2 separate regions of the Sus scrofa genome follow, and region 2 is linked to region 1. The links are chromatin contacts, called in public HiChIP or PLAC-seq maps. All regions are on one chromosome and are shown on one strand. Each heading gives the region's core, a stretch centred on a gene start, on an enhancer-like site or on the middle of the called end of the contact. The rest is flanking DNA. Distances are from core to core; before and after follow the strand shown. Region 1 overlaps KAT6A (histone acetyltransferase KAT6A). Region 2 has its middle 18 kb from the start of AP3M2.

What was found. HiChIP or PLAC-seq counts read pairs in DNA pulled down with a chosen protein or histone mark.
Region 2: an H3K27ac HiChIP or PLAC-seq map of skeletal muscle shows a contact between it and region 1. The contact joins two enhancer-like sites. A contact is called at or near these places in 1 of 5 promoter capture datasets (liver), 20 of 47 Hi-C or Micro-C datasets (alveolar macrophages, blood, embryonic fibroblasts and 9 more) and 2 of 2 datasets of contacts at active chromatin or transcription factors (alveolar macrophages and skeletal muscle).

Annotation. Positions count from the first base shown.
Region 1 is chr17:11,072,971-11,077,533 of Sscrofa11.1, reverse strand. The region is part of intron 2 of KAT6A (histone acetyltransferase KAT6A); the gene reads left to right. Among named protein-coding and RNA genes, the nearest start is that of KAT6A, 35 kb to the left of the region's middle. Within about 2 kb of position 3,188, at least 50 of the 83 cell types and tissues checked have an H3K27ac peak or open chromatin away from gene starts, as enhancers often do. A contact at or near this core is called in alveolar macrophages, fetal liver, liver and 3 more, where this site is marked.
Region 2 is chr17:11,146,484-11,151,015 of Sscrofa11.1, reverse strand. No RefSeq gene overlaps it. Among named protein-coding and RNA genes, the nearest start is that of AP3M2, 18 kb to the left of the region's middle. Within about 2 kb of position 1,290, at least 55 of the 83 cell types and tissues checked have an H3K27ac peak or open chromatin away from gene starts, as enhancers often do. A contact at or near this core is called in alveolar macrophages, fetal liver, liver and 3 more, where this site is marked.

The sequences.
Region 1 (4,563 bases), core at 1,939-4,438:
GAGAATTGTAGTTACTGTTACATTTCTTGAGATAACAGCATTGAAAATAATATTTAAAATTTTTGTTCCTGTATAAAGTAGTGGTGGTGCCTTTTTACGTTTTACTTCAGAGTACTTTAATTTTATTCCACTGAATCAAGTCAGAGCTAGTTACTGTTATTTCTATTTTATGAAGGAGGAAAGAGAACCAGTATAGATAACTAGCTGTATTTTCAGCAGTCTACTAAACTAAACCCCAAGAGCATTGTATTAGAGGTGAGGAATGATATATGATGTGAGGCACTTAGTATAAAACCAGCCTTACACAGGGTGCTGTGCATGCGGTCACATACTGTAGAGTTTCTCAAAAATTGTTCTTCAGGGTAAAAAAATTGTAAAGTAGATGTTGCTTATTCACTTTTTATAATTGCTCTATTCATCAACTTTAAAATTTTAAGGCTTTATTCATCAGTTTTAACATGTGATTTCCTTCCATGTGGATTTTCTAGAATGGCACCCATACAGATGCCCTTGGCCATGATATAGCTATTTCAGTTTAAATTAATTGAAGGTAAAAAAATGAATGGTAACCACAGTTCAGGTATCTAGTAGTCCACATGTGGCTAGTGGTTACCATATTGGACAGCACAGATCTAGAACATTTTCATCATCACAGAAAGTTCAGTTGAACAGCACTATTCTGAAGAACTGTATTAAAGTATCATTTGAGGACAGTGTTTGTTTTTGTTTATTAAACTTTAGCAGTCTTTGGGAGTTCCCATTGTGGTGCAGTGGAAACGAATCTGGCTGGCATCCATGAGGTCACAGGTTCGATTCCTGGCCTTGCTCAGGGGGTTAAAGATCTGGCATTGCCATGAGCTGTGATGTAGGTCCACAGACATGGCTTGGATTTGATGTTTCTACAGCTCTGAATGGACCCCTAGCTTGGGAACCCCCATATGCTGTGGGTGTGACCCTTAAAAAAAAAAAAAAGAGCTTTAGGATTCTTCGGAGTTAAAAATGTTAGCTTTGAATTATTCACCCTAATGAGATGAGCTTTATGATTTACTATCTATGGAAAGCCTGTCATGTTCACGTTCATATTCAACCTAATCTTTTATTAATCTTTCTGGCTCTGTATAAATCAGTCCTATCAGGCCGGAGGTATTTTGGGCTAAGTAATACAAAATTTGCAGTTGTGTGTTTTATGTTGTTAATGTTTAATATCTTTTAATCCTTAATGCTTAGTATCTTTTTCCTTATCAATAGAATGAGGATAATGAGGTAACGACTACATGGAATTTGAATTAATTGATGGGTTATGAAGTTAACACTTTTTTTTTTTTTTTTCATGTTTTTGCCATTTTCTTGAGCCGCTCCCTCGGCATATGGAGGTTCCCAGGCTAGGGTTTGAATCGGAGCTGTAGCCACTGGCCCACACCAGAGCCACAGCAATGCTGGATCTGAGCCGCGTCTGCAACCTACACCACAGCTCATGACAACGCCGGATCCTTAACCCACTGAGCAAGGGCAGGGATCGAATCCGCAACCTCATGGTTCCTAGTCGGATTCGTTAACCACTGAGCCACGATGGGAACTCCTAAAGTTAACACTTTGAATCTTGATGAGTCTCCTGGTCCTAGCAGAAATCTTGTTGAAGTTATCTAAGCCTCAGCTCTCCTTCAGACTCTAAATCCTTGACGTCAGGACTCTCAGCTCAGTGCCTCATTGAACAGTCTGCACCCTTGTTAAGTCACTGCTCTGGACCAGTCACTGTCTTATATTATTTGCTAATTCATTTATGATTACCCTTAACTAGATTATGAGCTCCTTGGAAGTAGGAAACCCTGTTTTGTATTTAAAAATACCTATAATTTTAGAAGTTAAGAACTGAAAGAGACTTCAGAGATAATCATGCCACATATTTTCGTTTTGCAAATGAAGAATGTGACAGGTTAAGTTGGTCATAGTTGGAGAACTAGGACCAGAAAACTTGCATAGCTTCCTATCAAGCTGTCTCCTTAATTAGCTGATTTTAAAATTTGAAGTGAAGGAAGTCCTAAGCACAGCTGTTGGTTGAAGCCGATATATTTTGTGTGTGTAAACTATGTCAGTGTAGACCAAGGTTATTTATAACTACTGATTTCAACACATGATATTTCCTGTTTGTTTCTTATGACACATTCTTAGGGGCAGATTGTATGCTATTTTTGGAGATATAGCGTTTTGATCTTGAAAAGGCATTTTTTGGTTTTAGACTAGAATGGATTGGTTCCTCAGGTTAAATGCATATTCAGGGTTTTTGTTTTCATGTGTTGCATCTGGTAGTAGTGACTTATATAATGTTTCATGGGGTTGGAGTATCCATTTATTGAAACTAATAGTTTTGAGTTTCTATGAGCTATGAATTCTGATCTCTACTTTTACATTCCAGTTCTAGTTTCAGTTTCAGTATTGTTTTTGTGTACACACATGCACACCAGCCCAGACAAGCATAGAGCAGTGCTAAGAACAGCAAACTTTCCCACTTATAGATAGGACTAATGTTTCTAAGATGTCTGAACTGTTCCTTAAGATTCATTTTTATTTCCTGTTGTCATTGGCAATGTGTACATTAGGTATTTATAAAGTAATGGTTATTTGACAGGAGACTTTTGCTTTTCAGCTGCGTTACTGGTTTATTTCTGTTGTAGCACATGCCTGTAGTGGGCATGGACCAGAGCAGCTCAGGTTTTTTTGTGGAATGCTTGTTGTTTCTCCACAGGGTTAGAATACCTCTCCTCCTTCCTTCTTCCAAGAACCGAAATCAATTTCAGAAGGGAGTCATTGCTTGTGAATCAAGACTTCAAGACTTTAATTACAGGCTTTCTTCCTTTTGAAGGCAGTTCCCTCTTCAGTTGATCTTTGGGTGGAGTGTGTGCCTCTGTGTGCGTGTGCGTGTGTGTGTGTGTGTGTGTGTGTGTGTGTGTGCGCTCCTGCGCTTGCATGCTTGCGCTTGCAGCATTTGGATCTGTGCAGCGGCAGCGCACTGGCTTTCTAGACATCCTTTGTATAGTAACAGCATGTGCGGTAGGACTGGCAGCCTGTAAAACAGTTTCTTCCTCTTCCCCCTCTTCTCAATCTCCCTCCCCCTCTAGATCTGGTGACATTACATAGATAAATGTGCTGGCTAGGAAAACAGCAGAAGGAGTTGAATGTCTGCCAAAAATGTGCAGCATGAAGCCAAGCTGGCTGCTCAGGCTCGCGTCCCCCATCTCTCATTGTGTGTGCAGTCTGCGTGCCCAGGGCTTTCCTTGTAGAGGATTACGTCACTGTGTTCCACCCTCATTACATCTCTTCTTTTCTTTTGAAAAGCTACTGTCCTCAGGCTTCAAACTTGTTAAACACTTAAGGCTTTATATATACTTTTATGGAGGTAGTAGTGAAGATGAAACAGATTTAAGTCTGGAAGAGACTTTAATTTGATGTAGTATTGACTTGGGTTACGTGAGTGTGCAGACACACGTGTGTTCCTGGGCAATCTTAGGGTGGTGTAGAGAAGTAAGGTTCTGGTAAATACCTGAAATTATTACATTACTTGAAAAAAATCTCTTCTTCAGGAGGAGAGATCTTCTCAAAGGACTTTGAGGACAGCTTAGAGAAGCACGGTTTTTTAGTTGTTGATCAGCATTGCAGATAGACATTTCTAAAACAGAAGTGACTTCATTTATTTATTGTGTTGGATAAAGAAGGTAGTATGAGATCTTGAAATTTGGGGTTCTTAATTTTAAGACTACTAATAAAGTTGAGTATCTTTTTTTTTTTTTTTTTTTTTTTTTTGTCTTTTTATCTTTTCTAGGGCCGCACCCGAGGCATATGGAGGTTCCCAGGCTAGGGGTCTAATTGGAGCTGTAGCTGCCTGCCTGCGCCAGAACCACAGCAATGTGGCATCCGAGTCGAGTCTGCGATCTACACCACAGCTCATGGCAACGCTGGATCCTTAATCCACTGATCGAGGCCAGGGATTGAACCCGCAACCTCAGGGTTCCTAGTTGGATTTGTTAACCACTGAGCCACGATGGGAACTCCTAAAGTTGAGTATCTTGACTGTGTAAAATGTCAGTGATTTCAGAGAAAAAAATAGCTTTTTATTCTTTTTCATAATTTAGTGAGACTTTACATCCATGTTCAAAGAAAATGGTTTTAGCTGTTAATTAAAGATTTATATAATCTTTAAAAAAAAATCTAGATGTGGTCCTCCTTTTTCATTTTAGGGAAGCATTATTTCCATAGGTTCATTTGGGTGAAAATACTATAGTATAGTATATTGCATTTGTTTCTTATCATGTGTTACACTGTATTATAATGTATTTTTAATGCGTATATTCTATTTTTACAACTAGATTGTAAGACCCAGAAGCAAGGAACTAGTTTTGTTTCTCTAGCATCTAATTCAGCATTCTTACACATAAGTGCTATGGATAATAGTATGTGAAGGTAATATTGAAGGTGAAATTGCACGAGGTGATTTTATTAGCTAACTGTCTTAGTCAGCTAAAGCTCCCATTACAGAATATCAGAGACTGGGTTGCCTAAAAAATAGGA
Region 2 (4,532 bases), core at 41-2,540, 75 kb before region 1:
GGCTCAGTGGGTAGTGAACCTGACTAGTATCCATGAGGAAGGATGTGGGATCAATCCTTGGCCTCACTCAGTGGATTAAGTTGCTGCAAGCTGACTTGGAGGTGGCAGACGTGGCTTGGCTTGGATCGGGTGTTATTATGGCTCTGGCTGTGGTGTAGGTGGGCAGGTGCAGCTCCGATTCTACCCCTAGTACAGGAACTTCCATATGCCACAGGTGCTTCCCTCAAAAGAAAAAATTTAAAAATACATAAGAGGTCTGATCAAAATACAGGTCATATTGTTATTATATGGCTTTTTTTTTTTTTTTTTTTTTTTTTTTTTGCCAGAAAGCTTCCGGCTGTTTGAAGTTGAGATCCGCAGGACAGTTAACCTACCTGTTCTTGCTCTGAGGAACAGACCTGACCTGCAACTTGGGCGCCGAGAGCGTCCGCGGGCCGGGGCCAGGACAGCAATGAGCTCTCGGCTACGGAAGGTGGCGCTGTTAGGTCTGAGGGGAGAAGGGCTGGCGCCGGGACTCCCGGAGCGGAGTTGAAAAAAGCAACCGGGAAGTCCAAAGTGAGTTCCCCTAGTTAGGACATCACACTTGAGAATGGGACTTCTGGGGACTCAAAGATTTCGGAGAAATGGCAGAAATGCTTCAGGAAGAGTAAATCCCAGAGGAAATTTAGACCAAAACTCCGGGCGGGGACTGCGGGCATCTTCTGGGGTCGCGGCTCCGGGCGCGGGTAGAGGAGTTGGCGCGGAGAGAAGGGGGGCGATGAAAACCAAATGTCTTTCATCCCCTGGAGACAAAGAGGTGCCTTCTTTTGACAACAGCTGCCAGTGCCACACACACCATACGGCGGGGCCGGGGGAGGGGCGCCGGGGGAGCGGCGGGGCCGGGACCGCTCCGACTTCCCACAATGGTGGTTGTCATGGTGACGGGCCATCCATCTAAAGGGGTGGCTGAAAGGACCCATTGTTCCTCAGGCGGGCTGCCCGGGCTGTGCCTGTTTCTGAGACACCTTTAAACACCTCCCCGGCTTCCGGAGGGCTGTGGACCGTGGCTGGTGGCGTCCTCCCGAGCCTTAGGCCCGAGATCGCCGGGCTGTCTGGGTTCTGCTCGCTCTGCGCCGGGAACCTGCGGTCACTCGCCCCTCCCCGTCCCTTCCTTCGCGGGCGTGCAGCCAGCAGCGGAGAACACGTGCGGGGCACACACACACACACACACACACACACACACACACACACACACACACACACGGGCTTGGTAGCCCAGCAAGCACACACACAGAGGCCTGGCAACACAGCCAGTAGGCGCGCACGCGCGCGCGCACACACACACACACACACGGGCTTGGTAGCACAGCTGCCACACAGACACAGACACATATATACATGCGCACACACTGGGTGCCACCTGGGTCTGGAAATCAGCGGGAGACACACACACACACACATACACACAGGCCTGGGCCAGCAGGTGAACTGGAGACTGATAACAAGGATTCTGGAGGAACCACACAAGTACTTGCTGAGATCTAGGGCCTGGAGAAAACCCCGCAGAATGACTTTGCAGTCGTGCTGGAAGAAAAAGGAGTACAAAGCTACAGGGTAATGAAGATTAAAAGTTACAAGGCAGCGTGGCACGTTTCCTTACAACAGCAAACACTTGGAGACAACCGAAAAGTTGGTCCCTGAGGGCTGGTTAAATAATGTGGGGTACATCCGTCTGATGAAATGTTAAGCGGCTGTTAAAATCACAAGGCAGCTCTATATGCGGAGCTCAGGGAATGTTCCGTCTATTCTAAGTTATAAAGCAAAATGCAGAACAGCATGAGTAGCATGTGGACGGGTGTGTACACACACACCGCTGTGCACGTGTGTGTGTGTGTGTGTGTGTGTTTGCATGCCAGGAAGCGGTTGCTTCTTAGGACAGTAACTGTGGGACAGGAATGTACAGCGAGGTGATGGAGAAAACATCCTTTTCATCCTATAGTCTTTTATACCTTTTGGATTTTTGTCCTGTGTACCATGTATTATCCAAAAAATCTTTAAATAACTTTTTGGAGGGTGGGAGATGGGATGGGGGTTTGGGATGGAAATGCTATAAAATTGGGTTGTGATGATCATTGTACAACTATAAATGTAATAAAATTCATTGGGTAACTAAAAGAAAAAAGAAAGAAAAAAAACCCCAAAAAATATTTAAATAACTTTAAAATTGCATCTGAACACTATCTAATGAGATTGGGAATTCTCCATAAAGTGTCTGAGCTCTTTTTAAAAATATTTTAATAAGGGGAGTTCCCATCGTGGCTCAGCGGGTTAAGAACCTGACATAGTGCCTGTGAGGATGAGGATTTGATCCCTGGTCTTGCTCATTGGGTTAAGTATCCAGCATTGCCACAAGCTGTGGTAGAGGTCACAGGTGCAGCTCAATCTGGTGTTGGTGTGGCTGTGGCGTAGGCTGGCAGCTACAGCTCCAATTGGACCCCTAGCCTGGGCACTTCCATATACCGCAGGTGCAATTGTAAAAAGAATAATTAATTAATTAATTAAATTTTACCAAGTATTAAAATTTTTTTATGGTCACCCCAGAGCCTGGGCCAGTGATTGAATCTGAGCTATAGCTACAGCAACACCAGATCATTTACCCACTGTGCCGGGCTGAGGATTGAACCTGTGCTTTGGCAGTGACCCAAGCTGCTGCAGTGGGATTCTTAACCCACTGTACCACAGCAGGAACTCCATTAAGTATGAATTTTTAAAGTATACATGGACAACAAATACCATTAACTCACAGATACAGAAAGAATGACAAAACTTGCAAATACACACCTCTGGGAGCCTACTGTACAATCTATTACATCAAATTAATCACAATTAAACAAATATGACATTAGGGTGATTTTCCTAATTAGAAAATGATTATACAAGTGAAGAAACAAGAAGTGTTCTTCATTTTACCTAATATCACACAGCTAAGAAAGCTGCAGAGCCTGGACTTGAACTCATATCTGCCTGACACAAACCTACATTCTTTTGTTGTTGTCGTCTTTTTTTTTTTTTTTTTTCTTTTAGGGCCGCATACATGGCATATGGAGTTTCCCAGGCTAGGGGTCTTATCGGAGCTGTAGCTGCCAACCTACACTACAACCACAGCAACACAGGGTTCAAGCCTCGTCTACAACCTACACCACAGCTCACAGCAACGCTGGATCCTTAACCCACTGAGTGAGGCCAGGGATCGAACCTGTAACCTCATGGTACCTAGTTGGACTCGGTTCCGCTGCGCCTCAACGGGAACTCCACAAACCTACGTTCTTGGGTTTTTGTTTCTTCTTTTTTGGCCTAGCTGAGTGCAGCATGTGCAATTTCCAAGCCAGGCATCAGATCCGAGCCTCAGTTTCAACCTATGCTGCCGCTGCAGCAACCCCAGATCCTTAACGCGCTGCACCTGGCCAGGGATCGAATCCGCGTCCCAGCCCTCCAGATGCCACCCATCCTGCTGTGCCACAGTGAGAACTCCTAAAACCTAAATTCTTAACCTCTAATATACAAATCAGTTTTTAAATTATAGTGAAAATACAGACTCAGTATAACTCTTTAATCCTGAGGCATCACACATTTCTTAATTGAAATACAGTTGATTTACAGTGTTGTTAGTTTCATGTATACAGCAAAGTGGTTCAGAATATATGCACATATATTCTTTTTTGGATTCTTTTCCCTTATGGGTCATTACAAAATATCATGTAGGAGTTCCCGTCATGGCTCAGTGGTTAACGAATCCGACTAGGAACCATGAGGTTGCGGGTTCGGTCCCTGGCCTTGCTCAGTGGATTAAGGATCTGGCATTGCCGTGAGCTGTGGTGTAGGTTGCAGAGGCAGCTCGGATCCCAAGTTGCTGTGGCTCTGGTGTTGGCTGGCAGTACAGCTCCGATTCGACCCCTAGCCTGGGAACCTCCATATGCTGCGGGAGCAGCCCAAGAAATGGCAAAAAGACAAAAAAAAAAAAAAAAAAAAAAATCATGTATAGTTTCCTGCATTGTGTATAGTTTCCTGTAGGACCTTTTTGGATGTGGCTTCACAAATTGAATAAAAGCTTTCTAACTATTAAGAGTTAAACTATATTTGAGGAAACATCAATTGTAAACAGTGTGGTGGGCCTGTGAAATTTTAACTCATGCTGTAGTTTGGTTGTACAGAATAAACATAAAGTCTTTATTTTGTGAATAGCTAATGCCTTTATTTAGGTGTCCATAAATAAAGTTGAACTGGAATGCAAACATGCTCATTCCTTTATGTTTTGTCTGGCTGCTTTTGCACTGCCATAGCCGAGTTGCATACTTGTAAGACTGGCCCACAAAGACTAAAATATTTGCTATTTGGAGTTTCCTGGCGGCCTAGTAGATAAGGATCCGGCACCGTCTTTGCTGTAGCGGGGGTTCCCTGGCCCAGGAACTTCTGCATGCTGTGGGCAAAGGCCTAATTAATTAATTAATTGAATATTTGCTACACGGCCCCTACAGAAAATGTTTGCTGATCCT